Linked DNA regions of Hordeum vulgare: region 1 is linked to region 2. A link is a contact called in public Hi-C data. All regions are on one chromosome and are shown on one strand. The core of a region is the stretch at or near the end of the contact, and the rest is flanking DNA. Distances in the headings are between cores, read along the strand shown.

The links. Hi-C and Micro-C count contacts between places; a contact is called where the count stands out from the background.
Region 1: a Hi-C map of leaf shows a contact between it and region 2, with 2.9 times the contacts expected there. The contact joins the promoter of LOC123426423 here to the promoter of LOC123426424 in region 2. A contact is called at or near these places in 5 of 6 Hi-C or Micro-C datasets (leaf and seedling).

Annotation. Positions count from the first base shown.
Region 1 is chr2H:403,838,475-403,845,166 of MorexV3_pseudomolecules_assembly, forward strand. LOC123426423 (beta-glucuronosyltransferase GlcAT14A-like) reads right to left here and starts at 3,198. Exons shown (of 5, transcript XR_006622203.1): 1 at 2,468-3,198.
Region 2 is chr2H:404,084,604-404,090,573 of MorexV3_pseudomolecules_assembly, forward strand. It overlaps LOC123426424 (G-type lectin S-receptor-like serine/threonine-protein kinase SD2-5), which reads right to left and starts at 3,466. Exons shown (of 1, transcript XM_045110262.1): 1 at 325-3,466. The coding sequence starts at 3,201. The coding sequence ends at 418.

The DNA of each region.
Region 1 (6,692 bases), core at 1,948-4,447, 250 kb before region 2:
TGTGCTTTATATATAAAGCGGGGCGAAAGCCTGTTTCGAGTAAACACCCCCCCCCCCTCGTTCCTCGTCCCCCGTGCATTGGCACTCTGGCAAAACAATATCTCTACAAACAAACAAATGAACAATATATCTCTATAAAACAAACAAATAAACAATATATGGCAAGCAGCTCCATATGTGTTGTCTTCATTAGTGGACATTTGTTGGTTGTGTGCAGAAAATGACATTTGTCATATTTTGCCAGGTTTTTATATAAAAGAAAATGTGTACTTTTGACCATAACCTGATGGTATAAAATCAAACGAGAAATCGTGCGCAACGCCACCGACCTTGCACGGTGCGACCGGCCACATGAACCCGCGCATGCTTGTGATAAGCGGGATGTAAGGCATACCATGGGTAGCGCACTAAGCCCTGTTGCGCATTACCCTTCTTGTAAGGGGTTCTTTTATTTGCGGGATATAGACTCTTACGGATTAGTTACCCCCCGTAAGGGTCAGCTGCTAAGTCAAGCATTATTGGTATACTTTTTTTTATTTTATTTTTTTAGAAAAGAAGGATTACCCCCGGCCTCTGCATCTGGACGATGCATGCAGTCATTTTATTAATTATTCACAAAAACCTTACAAGTAGTACATCAGTTTGTTCGAAGCCACCATCTTAGCAACAACTATGGCTACTCCTAACCACTTGATGAAGGGGTGCCGATAGTCCGAGCCTAATACCAAACAGACATCGCATCAAAGCCTAACATCTAAAACCGGAGGCCCCAACCGAGCCACATACTGGGTTTAGGGAACAAACCGGTCCGACGCACTCTCATGTGTCGTCGCCGCCATCTTCCACCAATCCGTCTTCAGAGAAGAAACTAACACACCGACTTGCTAGACCTCTCTGCCATCGACGCCACCATGACGCCAGAGAGCTTCCACCTCCTGCACGAGTCCATCTCCACACATCAGACACCGAGTCTCAACTGCGCCACGCTGCCGAGATCCACCGCCATCAATGAGTAAGATGAAGCACCGCTCCACCAAAAAAGCCGTCCACTGGTCCCTCAAGCCCCTGTACACCTCCAAGAATGACGTCCCCAAGAGGAAAACGACACCTGCGCGCCGCCGTCATCCGATCTACTGATCTAGGGTTTCCCCCGAAGGTAGCGGATAGAGGTCTTGAGCTTCTCCACGGCGATGCCCCCAAGAAGGTGACGACATAGAAGAGTGCCGCCATCGCCGGTCTTAGCAATAAACCAAGAACAAGGTTTTCTCCCGGATCCGCTCGATGAATCTTCGTCTCACATAGTGCACACAGGCGACCACCGATCTCCGCCACCGCAGAGCAAGCTAGCCACTCAGACCAGATCAGATCTGACCAAAGGGCCAACTACGCCTGCAACTGACCAGCCAACCAAGTCCCTCCATGCCGTCGCTGATCCGAGGAGACGCAGCGCCACGGCCAGATGCAGTAGCTGCATCTGCCTCCGCTCGCCGCTGGGAGCGAGCCACCGCAGCACGGAGGCTCGGGTCCGGGGACGCACATCCGCGCGCGTGGATGCCCCGCGCCACCCACGCGCGCGAGAAGGAGAGGCTCCTCCGCCACCGCCGTCATTCGCTCGGGCTTAGCCCGGCGGTTTCCTCCAGCGGCGGCGGAAGGGAGGGGTGGGATGGGGATAGACCAGCGGCTAGGGTTGGAGCCCCTCGGCCGCCCGCGCGGGGGGCAACGGAGGGGACGTCTATTGGTATACGTACATTAAATAAGGTCAAAGATAAAAATGCCACCGTTCTGGCTAACCTCAACCCTCTTAAATACGGTGCCACTGGCAATCTGTCATATCAAGTGAAAGTGCTTTGTGTGACATTTGAGCAATATCCCAATGATAGCTCTCGCTGATTATCAAAAATTCAGTACTAGCACACATGAGTTGCCCGACCTTATTGATTCTGGTAGGTTGTTGCAGAATTGATTAAGTACAGCACCGCGGAGTACGGACAGCTACTCGTAGAAGACCGTTTGAACAATTCAGCGCAAAAACATACTGCAACGCCCTTAAGGACGGCACTTACATTGGCACAACCAGAAATAGAGTTGTACAAAGGTGCAGCTAGTACCAAACAGTTTCCAGGACTAACAGCACAATGCACCTCGAGTATCCAATTTCAAAATGTGAGATTTTAGACTGATTCATAGCTTGTAATGTCAGGCAGCAACAACAAAATTTAAAAAAAGCTATGTCAGCCACTCCAACTCAATGGTAACTAACTTGTGTACAATTAAGCCGTAACTCGCAAGAAAGAAATCCATCTCATGAGTCTTGAGAGGTAAGCAATGCATCAAATGGCAATCGCAATCACCCAGTACGTACTCCATATAAAATTATATATTAAAAAGCATAGAAAAATATATATTAAAAAGCATAGAAAATTAATTAAACTATAGGAAGAGTGTTTGCTAGCAGTATCTATCTTACCGTCCTGCGTGACGAGAGGATAGTCCCAGGCGCTGAGCGTGACGAACCAGTCCCAGTCAGCCCCAATCCTGAGCAGCACAGCGGCGCCGTGCAGCGCCGCTGCGAGCACCGAGGAGCCCGTCCTGTCTACCGCGTAACTCTCCCCTACCACGTCGACGTTTGCGAACTCCCTCCACGCCGCCTCGTCCCGCGCAGCGGCGGCCAACTCCGTCCGCTCGTCCCGCGACGCCCCCGCGTCCAGGTGCAGCAGGTACTGGTTCCTCGGGTGGTACACCGCCCTGAGCAGCCTGAGGACCCTGCGGCCCTCTCCGCCCGTGCCGGATATCCAGTACGCGACGGAAGGCGGGCTCCCGGGACCCCTCGCCACGAGCGGCCGGACGCGCGCGGGGGGGTAGGCGAGACCGTAAGGGGAGGCCCGGAAGAGGACCAGCAGCGCCGCCGCGGCCAGCGCGGCGGCCGCGATGGCCGGGGGCAAGCGGCACGACCTCATTGCACCGAGTTTCATTTTGTTGGAGGTTTGACCCGCGCGGCCGGCGGCATGAGGCGTACGGAACTGGAAGCGCGGGAATAAATGGTGACGAGAGAGCACGGCGGCGACCTGAGGGGTGCGCGTTACGGCGGGGGCGAGGTGGTCGTAGTCGATTAGTGCGTGGTTTGGAATTGGATGCTTGGACTGGGAGACGGGGACAGGAGGGGAGAGTTTTTAAAAGTTAGGCGGCACGGCACGGCACGGCGTAAGGTGGCGCCGTGGGCCGAAAGGTCCAGAAGGAGGTGCGTGCCGTGGTGGGAAGTTACCAGTTGGCATTTAGTTGTCTCAAAAGAAAAATTAGTTGTGGTGGGGCCGTGGGGCTTTAAAGGCCACGGCGGACACGCGGGTCGGTGTTCGATTTCAGGGCAACCGGCAAAATTGATAAAAATTCACAAACTGTTTTTATAAAAAAATCGCTCAACTGATAGTTTTGTGTAACATTTTTGAACCGGGCTTTCTCCCCTTTCCATTACTTTCATAACGAAAATACAATGTTTTTAAAACCAGAACCAGAAAGAGAGGGAAACGAAAAAAAGCGAGTTCGTAACAATATCAGGAAACCCACCGTTTATGCCTCTCATCAGGAACATAAACTGTGGGACGAAAACCTGATATCATCTGATACTACGCAAAAGATCAAAAGCTACACTACCATGAACCCGCTACCAGGGTTTCCAACAACCATAACCAGACCAGGCTCACAAAAGAGCACAAGATAAAACAAAAGAGTCACACACTGACAAAATTTAATCATCACTAGGAACCAAGCTTTTTGCACTGTAACCAGCAAGATCCATCGCCAAGGAATCGTCATCTTCTCCTGCACTTATCACTCCTCCCAGGCTTCTTCCTCCTGTGCCTGTTCGGTCGATTCTGGCCTTGGTGGTCCACATAGCAACAACATCTGGGATGCGCTCTCTTTTAGCAATTGAGCTCCCTTCTTGACAGTCTCCACCATCATCGGTTTTTGCATACCTACCCAGTATTCAACAAACGCACATGTTGTGAAAACAATTTCAAAAGGAGTGTTAATCCACTTCTTTTCAAAAGTAGCCCGATTCCGAGCCAACCATATAGACCAGCAAACTGCAGCTAAGCCAACAGTATAAATCTCACATAAGCCTCGCAAAAAAGCATACAACCAAGAATAAACTTTCCAAATCGTTTTCGGAATATAACTGGTACCAAAAACAGCACCAACAGTTCTCCAAACAACCTTGGCCACCGAGCACCCAAAAAACAAATGCTGCGCCGATTCAGGTTCATCACAAAAAGAACATTTAGGGTCCCCCTTCCACTGGCGTTTCTTCATATTATCTCTTGTAAGAATGGAGTTTTGAAATAACTGCCACAAGAAGATTTGAATCTTCAAAGGAATCTTAGTTCCCCAAATCCACTTATAATTGGCCCCTGCAAGGTTTCTCTCTAACCATCTATACATAGTTTTAGTGGAGTATTCTCTGGAATTATCTAATTTCCAGTATATTTCGTCATCCTCATGTGCACAAATTTTATCCAACACATATTGTCTCATTTCATCCCATTTCTGGAGCATATCTGGAGATAATCTTCTCCTAAAAGAAGATAAATGATTCATACTCTCCAACTTATCAACAGTACATTCCGTATCTAAGCAAATTTCAAAGATATCAGGATATCTGTCTTGTAGAAGGACATTATCACCCAGATCATCTAGCCATAGGCTAGCTATGTTACCTTTTTTAAGCACCACCCCTCTGTCAGCCATGTAATGCTCCTTAACCTTCAGAATTGCTTTCCAACGGGGATAATCAGCAGCTTTCTGCTTAACTTTAGCTACAGATGTTCTTTTAAGATACTTAGCTTTCACTATATCTTGCCATAGTCCCTTCTTTTTCTCAAGTTTCCACCACCATTTAGCGAGCAAGCTGATATTTTGTTTCCTCAAGTCCTTAACCCCCAGACCTCCCTTTACCTTAGATCTACAAACACGAGTCCATTTCACCATATGATACCCTTTTTCTCCCGTTGCGATGCCAAAAAAATCTCTTCTGGGTTTGTCCCATTTCTCAAGCGTAGTTTTTTTTTATCAGGGCCATGGACATATAGTACGACGGAATATGGGATAACACCGCGTTAACTTTAATAAGTCTACCCCACTGGATAAAGATTCACTGATCCAGGATTCCCCATGGCTAATAAATTTGTCATCCACAAAAAGCCAATCACTGCATTTAAGCCCAGCATAGCTAACAGGCATACCTAGGTACTTAATAGGGAAAGACCCAATCTCACAATCGAACATTTCAGCATAATTTCTCATAGTATCATCATCAGCACCTACTGAAAAAATCTCACTTTTCAAAAAATTGATTTTTAAACCTGACATAACCTCAAACAAATAAAGCAGTAATTTGATATTCAAAGCATTGCTAGCATTATCTTCAAAACATAGAATAGTATCATCAGCGTATTGAAGTATCGCCACCCCATTTTCTACTAAATCCGCCGCTAACCAAGTAAACATGCCATTCTCTTGTGCCTTCAGGACCATCTTTGTAAGACAATCATCAGCTAGGTTAAAGAGGAAAGGAGAAAGGGGATCACCCTGTCTTACTCCTTTAGCACTCTGGAAGTATTCCCCCCACCTCATCGTTTAACTTCACACTAATGGTGCCACCTACCAAAATTCTCCGAATCCAATCTATCCATCGTGTGTCAAAGTTTCTTTTACTATGGCAATCCAACAGGAATTCCCAGTTAACCTTATCATATGCTTTTTCGAAATCAAGTTTGAGCACAATCCCTGTTTTCTTACGGGCATACGTATGATGCAAAATTTCATGTAGTGACATGATCCCGTCCATAATATCTCTATTTTTGATAAAGGCATTCTGATGTCTACTAAACAAGATGTCCACATGAGGTTCTAATCTGATAGTCAGCACCTTGGTAATCAACTTGTAGATACATCTTAACAGACATATAGGTCTGAACTATTGCATCTTTTCAGCTCCAGCCACTTTAGGCAACAGTGTTATTATACCATAGTTAAGTCTTTCCACATCAAGATTATTCTCGTGAAACCATTCAAAAAGCAGCATCACATCTTTCTTAACAATATCCCAGCAGGATTGAAAAAATTCAATCGGAATGTTATCAGGTCCAGGGGCCTTGTTATGTTTCATCGAGAACAAAGCATTTTTAACTTCCGTGTCCGAAAAAGGCCTAAGTAAGATAAAGTTTTCAATATCCCCCAACTTTTCCTTATCATCCCACATATTCCCATCTATCTTACATAGGTTTCCAGGAGCAGGCCCAAAAAAATCTTTATAAAATGCAGTGGCATGATTAAGCATGTTCTTATTCCCTTCAATCACCATATCCCCACAGCTAAGCGAAACGACCATATTCCTCCTTCTCCTCCCATTCACCATTCTATGGAAATATTCAGTGTTACTATCACCTTTAAGTAACCAATTATCATGCGACTTCTGTAGCCAAGCTACCTCTTCTTCCAGCAGCAAGCTATTTAATTCTACTAGCATCTCCAATTTTTTGCAATAAAGCTCATGGCTGAATGTATTAGTCTCTTGCAACTCTTCAATGTGCCATAACTCCTCCCTTAACCATTTTCTTCTCTTCCTGGCTTGCCCAAAATTATTTGAGCCCCAACACTAAAAATATTTTTTAAATCTCTTCAGCTTGATATTCATG
Region 2 (5,970 bases), core at 2,216-4,715:
GTACATAGACATACTTTGGAATGTAGATTCATTCATTTTGCTCCGTATGTAGTCCGTAGTGGAATCTCTAAAAAGACTTATATTTATAAACGGAGGGAGTAATAATCTCTCCCCTTGAGCAGTCATCTATAAGCACTTTGCATTACATGTGCTCTTAGAGTATTTATTCCTTCAAACTGCCTCCTAGGTCACTTTTCTGTGGTGTTTCAACTAGCTTACATCACAGGGTGCTTCATATTTTTTTGCTTTGAAGTCATGAGTTACAGCTTCACCAGAAATCAGTAAGACATATTGCCTAAAAATTACTAGTATCTTGGTGCCATCTAAAACATACTTCCAATTTATAAATAAGATAGGATACAAAAGTAGTTACAAAGCCTGAATTTTATAAGTTTGTAAGTTACAGTAGCGCCCATTTCACCTCGGGCCAGATAAAATCGATGCTTCAGGTGGAACTGAATATGTTGATTGATTATGCGGGACAGACATTACTGGATTTGCATTCATAAGGTTGCAATCAATGTTAGTTTCTATATTCATTGAACCTTCCAGTACCTTGACCACTGATGACATTGAAGGCCTTGTACTGCTATCATTTTGCAGGCACCACATTGCAAGCTTCAACAATTGAACTGCTTCCTCTTGGTGTAAGACCATATCCTCACTATGCTTGTCAATCAAATTGATCAACTGATTATCTTCAGCCTTTTTCTGTAACAATTTGATGAGCTGAACACTCTCCTCGGGAAGAGATATGTCAATATTTTTTCTTCCACAAATTACTTCCATAACAACAACTCCAAAGCTGTAGACATCAACTTTTTCAGTGATTTGGGACGTTAACCATTCAGGTGCCAGATACCCAGGTGTGCCCCTCATCATTGTCATTACTTTGCTTTGGTCCCTGTCTATTAGCTTAGATAGTCCGAAATCAGCCACTTTGGCATTGAAATTCTCATCTAAGAGAATATTTTGTGGTTTGATGTCCAAATGAGCAATTATTCGCCTGCACTCCTCGTGGAGATAGCATAGGCCTTTGGCAATATCTAGAATGATCCTGTGCCGGGTGCACCAATCAAGAGGGGCATTGTTATGGCGGTAGTAGATCCACCTATCAAGTGACCCTCTCGGCATATATTCGTATACTAAAAGCCTTTCAGATTTCTCTGCACAAAAGCCGATCAGCCTAACAAGATTGATGTGTTCAATGCTGCCAATAGTCTCAACTTCGGCCAAGAATTCTTTTTTTCCTTGTCTAGCACCTTCCAAACGTTTTACTGCAACTTCCTGTTCACCTATTTTCCCTTCAAAAACTGTTCCAAACCCACCACCTCCGAGCTTTTTACTAAAGTCTCCAGTGCACTCTCTCAAGTTTTCAAACGAGTACCTCGCTGTCATACCAGGAATTTGATCAAAATCTAGTTCTTCATCTAACTCTTGGTACTTCTTCTTCCTTCGCACATAAAGAATGACAGCAATGACTAGCACTACAAGAATAGTAATAGCTCCAAGTGTAGCACCTAACATCACCTTCTTTTTGTTTGCATTAGAGGCAGAAGTTGAGGGGCTAAGCTGCACCTTGAGGTAAGCAGAGGAGTTGTAGTGAACAATTTCAGGTTGTATTGATTGCAAGGAGAAGACCCTTGTCACCCACAGACACGTTCCATCGGAATCATTCTGGCCGTACCTAAACATCACGGCGCTGCAGGAGCAGTTCTTCAAGCAAGCTTGCTTACAGTCTTCTCCTTTTGTTGCATTCACAACGATGTGGCTGGCGTCAAAGTAAGAAACGTCTGTAAGAGTCAACAACTGATGGTGTTCCATTTCCTGACAAGAGATTGGAGTCATTGATGCACAACCAAGATTTGGCTTCCGCTCATCGACCGGTTTGAAGTAGCTTGAACTAGAATTATTCTGAAGCGGACAAACACACTGCCCCCCTGTGCATATACCATACTCTCCACAGACTGTTGGAAAGGCACAATCATCAGGGAATAGTTTGATTACATCAGACACTACAGCCCATTTTGCATCTGCATTAGACCATTCGTAGAGCCTCAGATGCCCATCGGACTCCAATCTCATGTACTGGGTGGAGTTAGCTGCTGGCAACTGGATAGTCGTGTCTGATTCATTTGGTTGCTTGGACTGCACAGAGATGCTGAGGCTGCCGTTCATGAAGGTGACCTTTGTTGGATCCTTTCCTGTCTTGTTATTGTTCACCAGTTTCGAAAAATAGAGTTGTGGTGGTGTGGATCCGACATAAGCATACAATCCATCAGGGAGAACTGTCATGTACAACTGATTCTCTGTCCAATTTGTTGCAGACGTACTTGCTACGAGCCTCATACCTTCCAGAAGCGACTGCCCAGGGACCAATGCATCAGTAGGGTGAGCAAATGACTGCCACACTGTTGCATTTCTCTGATCAAGCAAGACCAAATTACCGACCTCGGTGATCATCATGCCAGCTACAGACCGCCCAGAGCTGCTGCTCGACCAGACGAGGCTAGCATCAGCATCACAGAGGACCAAGTTTCCATCCGAGGAAAGCTCAAGGGTAGCGTTCTCTCTGACAGGGCGAGCCCTGTTGGCAGACCAGACCACCTGCGGAGTCCCAGTAGTCGGCATGGTGATCTTGGCACCACTATTGGTGTAGACAATGAAGACAGCGAAGAGGAAGACATCGCAGGGGGAGGCGCAGACGAATCCTGCGGCAAAGGAGGGGCCATAGAAGGTTTTGGGTGAATGGAGGACAATGGCCCGCACGGCTGAACCGTCGGAGTAGCTGACACTATGTGGGAGGAAAGCTTTGTTGTTGATCCACAGCGTCGAGAGGTTCGCTGCGGGGTAGTCGAAACGCTGCGACGCAGAGAGCAATGGTGCTGCAGCTGCAAGCACGATGAGCAAGAAACGGTGGAGGCCGGCAGGGCCCATGGAGACTGTAAGAAAAACCAGTGAGTTTTGAGAGGAGATATGGGGGCTATTGCGGGGATGAGCTTTCAGAGGAGAAAAAGATCTCACCTGGTTATGCAGAATCAGTGAAGCAGATGTGAGCTCCGCGGAAAGAAGTAAGCAGTCAACAAGTCTTCGTCTTGCTATTCTCAGCATCCGAAGTTCACAACCATACCACGCGGTGTTTTGGGTGCTTTGTGTTTGGCTGTCACCGAAAGGTGAGTCATCGGCTACTCCTGCAGGCATGTCATTGTTGCTTGTCTCGTGGTTTAGAGTAACTTTTTTGGAAGAAAATGTGTCGATGCCAAAGAAAAAATTATTGTAATAGTATTCTCAGAGTAAATGCAGTCCTCTTGCTGCTACTTTCCTTGTGCCCATCATGAAAGATGGGTCACGATGATTAGGCAAACTAATCAAGCAAGCATGGGTATATGAAAGTCAACTACTACCTCCGTCCAAGTGTATAAGGCATGCGCGTAGTTCTAGGTTGTCAATTTAACTAGCTAAATATATATTATATGTGATAAAAATTACATATTTAGAAACTACACCCTCACATGAATCTAATGGTATATTATTTATTACATATAATATATATTTAAATAGTTAAATTAACGACCTAGAACAACGCGCATGCCCTATACACCTGGACGGAGGGAGTACGTCAGTTTTTTGCTTATAATAATCTAATTAATGGTTGGCCGCCGGATCAAAAAGACGGGCTCGCCTTCCTCTGTTCATACCAGCTGCACTTCTCTTGGGATTTTTGCAGGTTGGATTAGTCCGACTACTCCGAATTTCCGAAATGATCATTGGTTGGTTGGTTGGCTACTTCTGCCGGGCGACGGCATTGGCATGGTAGGTGAAGATCCGCGTCTGACTGCGTCAACCGGTTTCCCGTGTGCTCCTACCGTGGTTTTGAGCAGACTGTTTTTCTCCTCTCCTTCCCTGCTATATGAACAGGAAGGACAAAACGTGTTGAGTCAGCAAACGTAATTATCAAAGTATAGGGTGGGGGCATCCTCTTGCTACTATGGTTACCACGGTGGGGCCATCCTCTTGGGTTACCGCTCAGGATGCGGGACCTTCTTAATGAACTCGGCAGCTAGCAGCCGACAGAAGCCAACCTCAAGCATATGTGGGGTTATTGCTAAAGAAATTAAAAATATGTTCACACTGAATAATAAGTGTAGAATGTTTTAGACTGTTTTTTTAAAGCTGTTGGTCAGTTGACCCCACAACCAACATGTAGAATCACCTCTAGTAGCTAGGAGTCGGTCTATTTCTTCGTAGGAGAGTAGCACCATGGATTTGAAGTAGGCCGACCTGCTAAGGATGGCATTGTAGCCAGTGCGGAACAGTGCAACTTCGAACCGGATTGTTTCCAATCTAAACCTCTCCTTGTCCTCGAAGACGATCGATACTTGTGATCTGCATTGGGTTTTTTCGTAAAGAGAAACGGGTTATCGCAGCACAATATAGGTAAGTATTTTCTTTCAGTTATGAAATCAAGATTTATCGAATCAATAAAAATATCAACAACAACCGTCCTCAGTGGCTGCACACAAAAAACAAATAATTTACACATAAAAAACAAACAACTTACACCCAACACGGGTAAAAGGGTTGTCAATCCCATTGGTCTTGTTATCTGCAAGCAAGTGAGATGTGTAGATAATTGCAAATTACAAAATAAAATGAAAGAAAGGACAAAATGTGTTGAGTCAGCAAACGTAATTATCAAAGCATATGGTTGATCATCCCCTTGCTACTATGGTTACCGCTCAGGATGCGGTACCTCCTTAGAGCATCTTCAACGGCCTTGGTATATTTGCACTCACTTGTTACTTTACAAATCTTGATCAAAAGACCTTCTCCAACAACCTTTGTACAAGTGGTCCCCACCATTTTTTTTACTAAGCTTGCTATATTTGCACCCACACTTTGCATATTTACCAAGCCAAATGTCACTTTATAAATTTTTAGTAAGCCTCACTTTGTCTCAATGACAAGTGGGTCCGTGTACTAGTGTGTGTGTGCTCTGTGTGCATTGTGTGTGTCCGCGCATGTGTGTACGTGTACGTGTTTTTTTGTGTACGTGTACTCGTGTGTGCTGCATGTGTACGTGTGTGTGTGCTGTATGTGTACGTGTGTGTGTTGCATGTGTGTAAGCGTACGCGTGTGTGTATGTATACGTGGACGCGAGTTGTGCTAGTATACATATACATGCGCGTATGCTAGTGTGCAATGTGTCTATGACAAACTGTCCCCACATGTCATTGTGTGTTTTGTGCAAATATAGCAATCCAATATACAAAGGCTACCAAAACAAAAAAAAACATGTTGGCTCTGTAAACCTTCTCTCTCCTCTTGCTATAACAAGTTTTTAGCAATCCAATATACAATGACTGTTGGAGATGCTCTTAGGCTTTGTTAGGCTATAGCCAACCCCGTCGAGATTGGGCACCAATCCCCTCGATCTGCGTGGATTTCACCGGACCGGGGTTCATTCCCCGGTTGTCTGCTACGTGCCTTCGGTTAGCCCCTTCTAGGATGAAACCCCGCTCAAACCCCTCCCAAACCACGTGGAAATGGTCGGGAAGTAACCCTCTCCTCCCACCCCGTGGAAACAACCCTTGCTCGGTTACTCTCTCTCTATCACCACAACCCCTCTCTCCCTCTTTTGATTTCGTGGCTACGCCAGCGCCGGAGGAGGAGGGACAACGGTAACGCTACTGGAGGAGATGGCAGTAGCACTTCCCCCTCCCCTTCATCTCCCTCTCCCCTCTCCAACCACCAGCACCTCATCCAACATCAGTGGCGGTGCGAGCTCAGCGGCGACCCAGAGCAGAACCACCGCGAGCTTTATGGCGACCACAACCACCCCAACGCCGGCATGCTTCTTCCCCGACGGTGGACTTGTAAGCCCGCGCTCCTCCTCCTCTTCTTGCTTCCCCCCGTACTCTAATTTCTAGGGTTCTTACTCTGCTTCTTGCATAATGACTTCTAATTTTC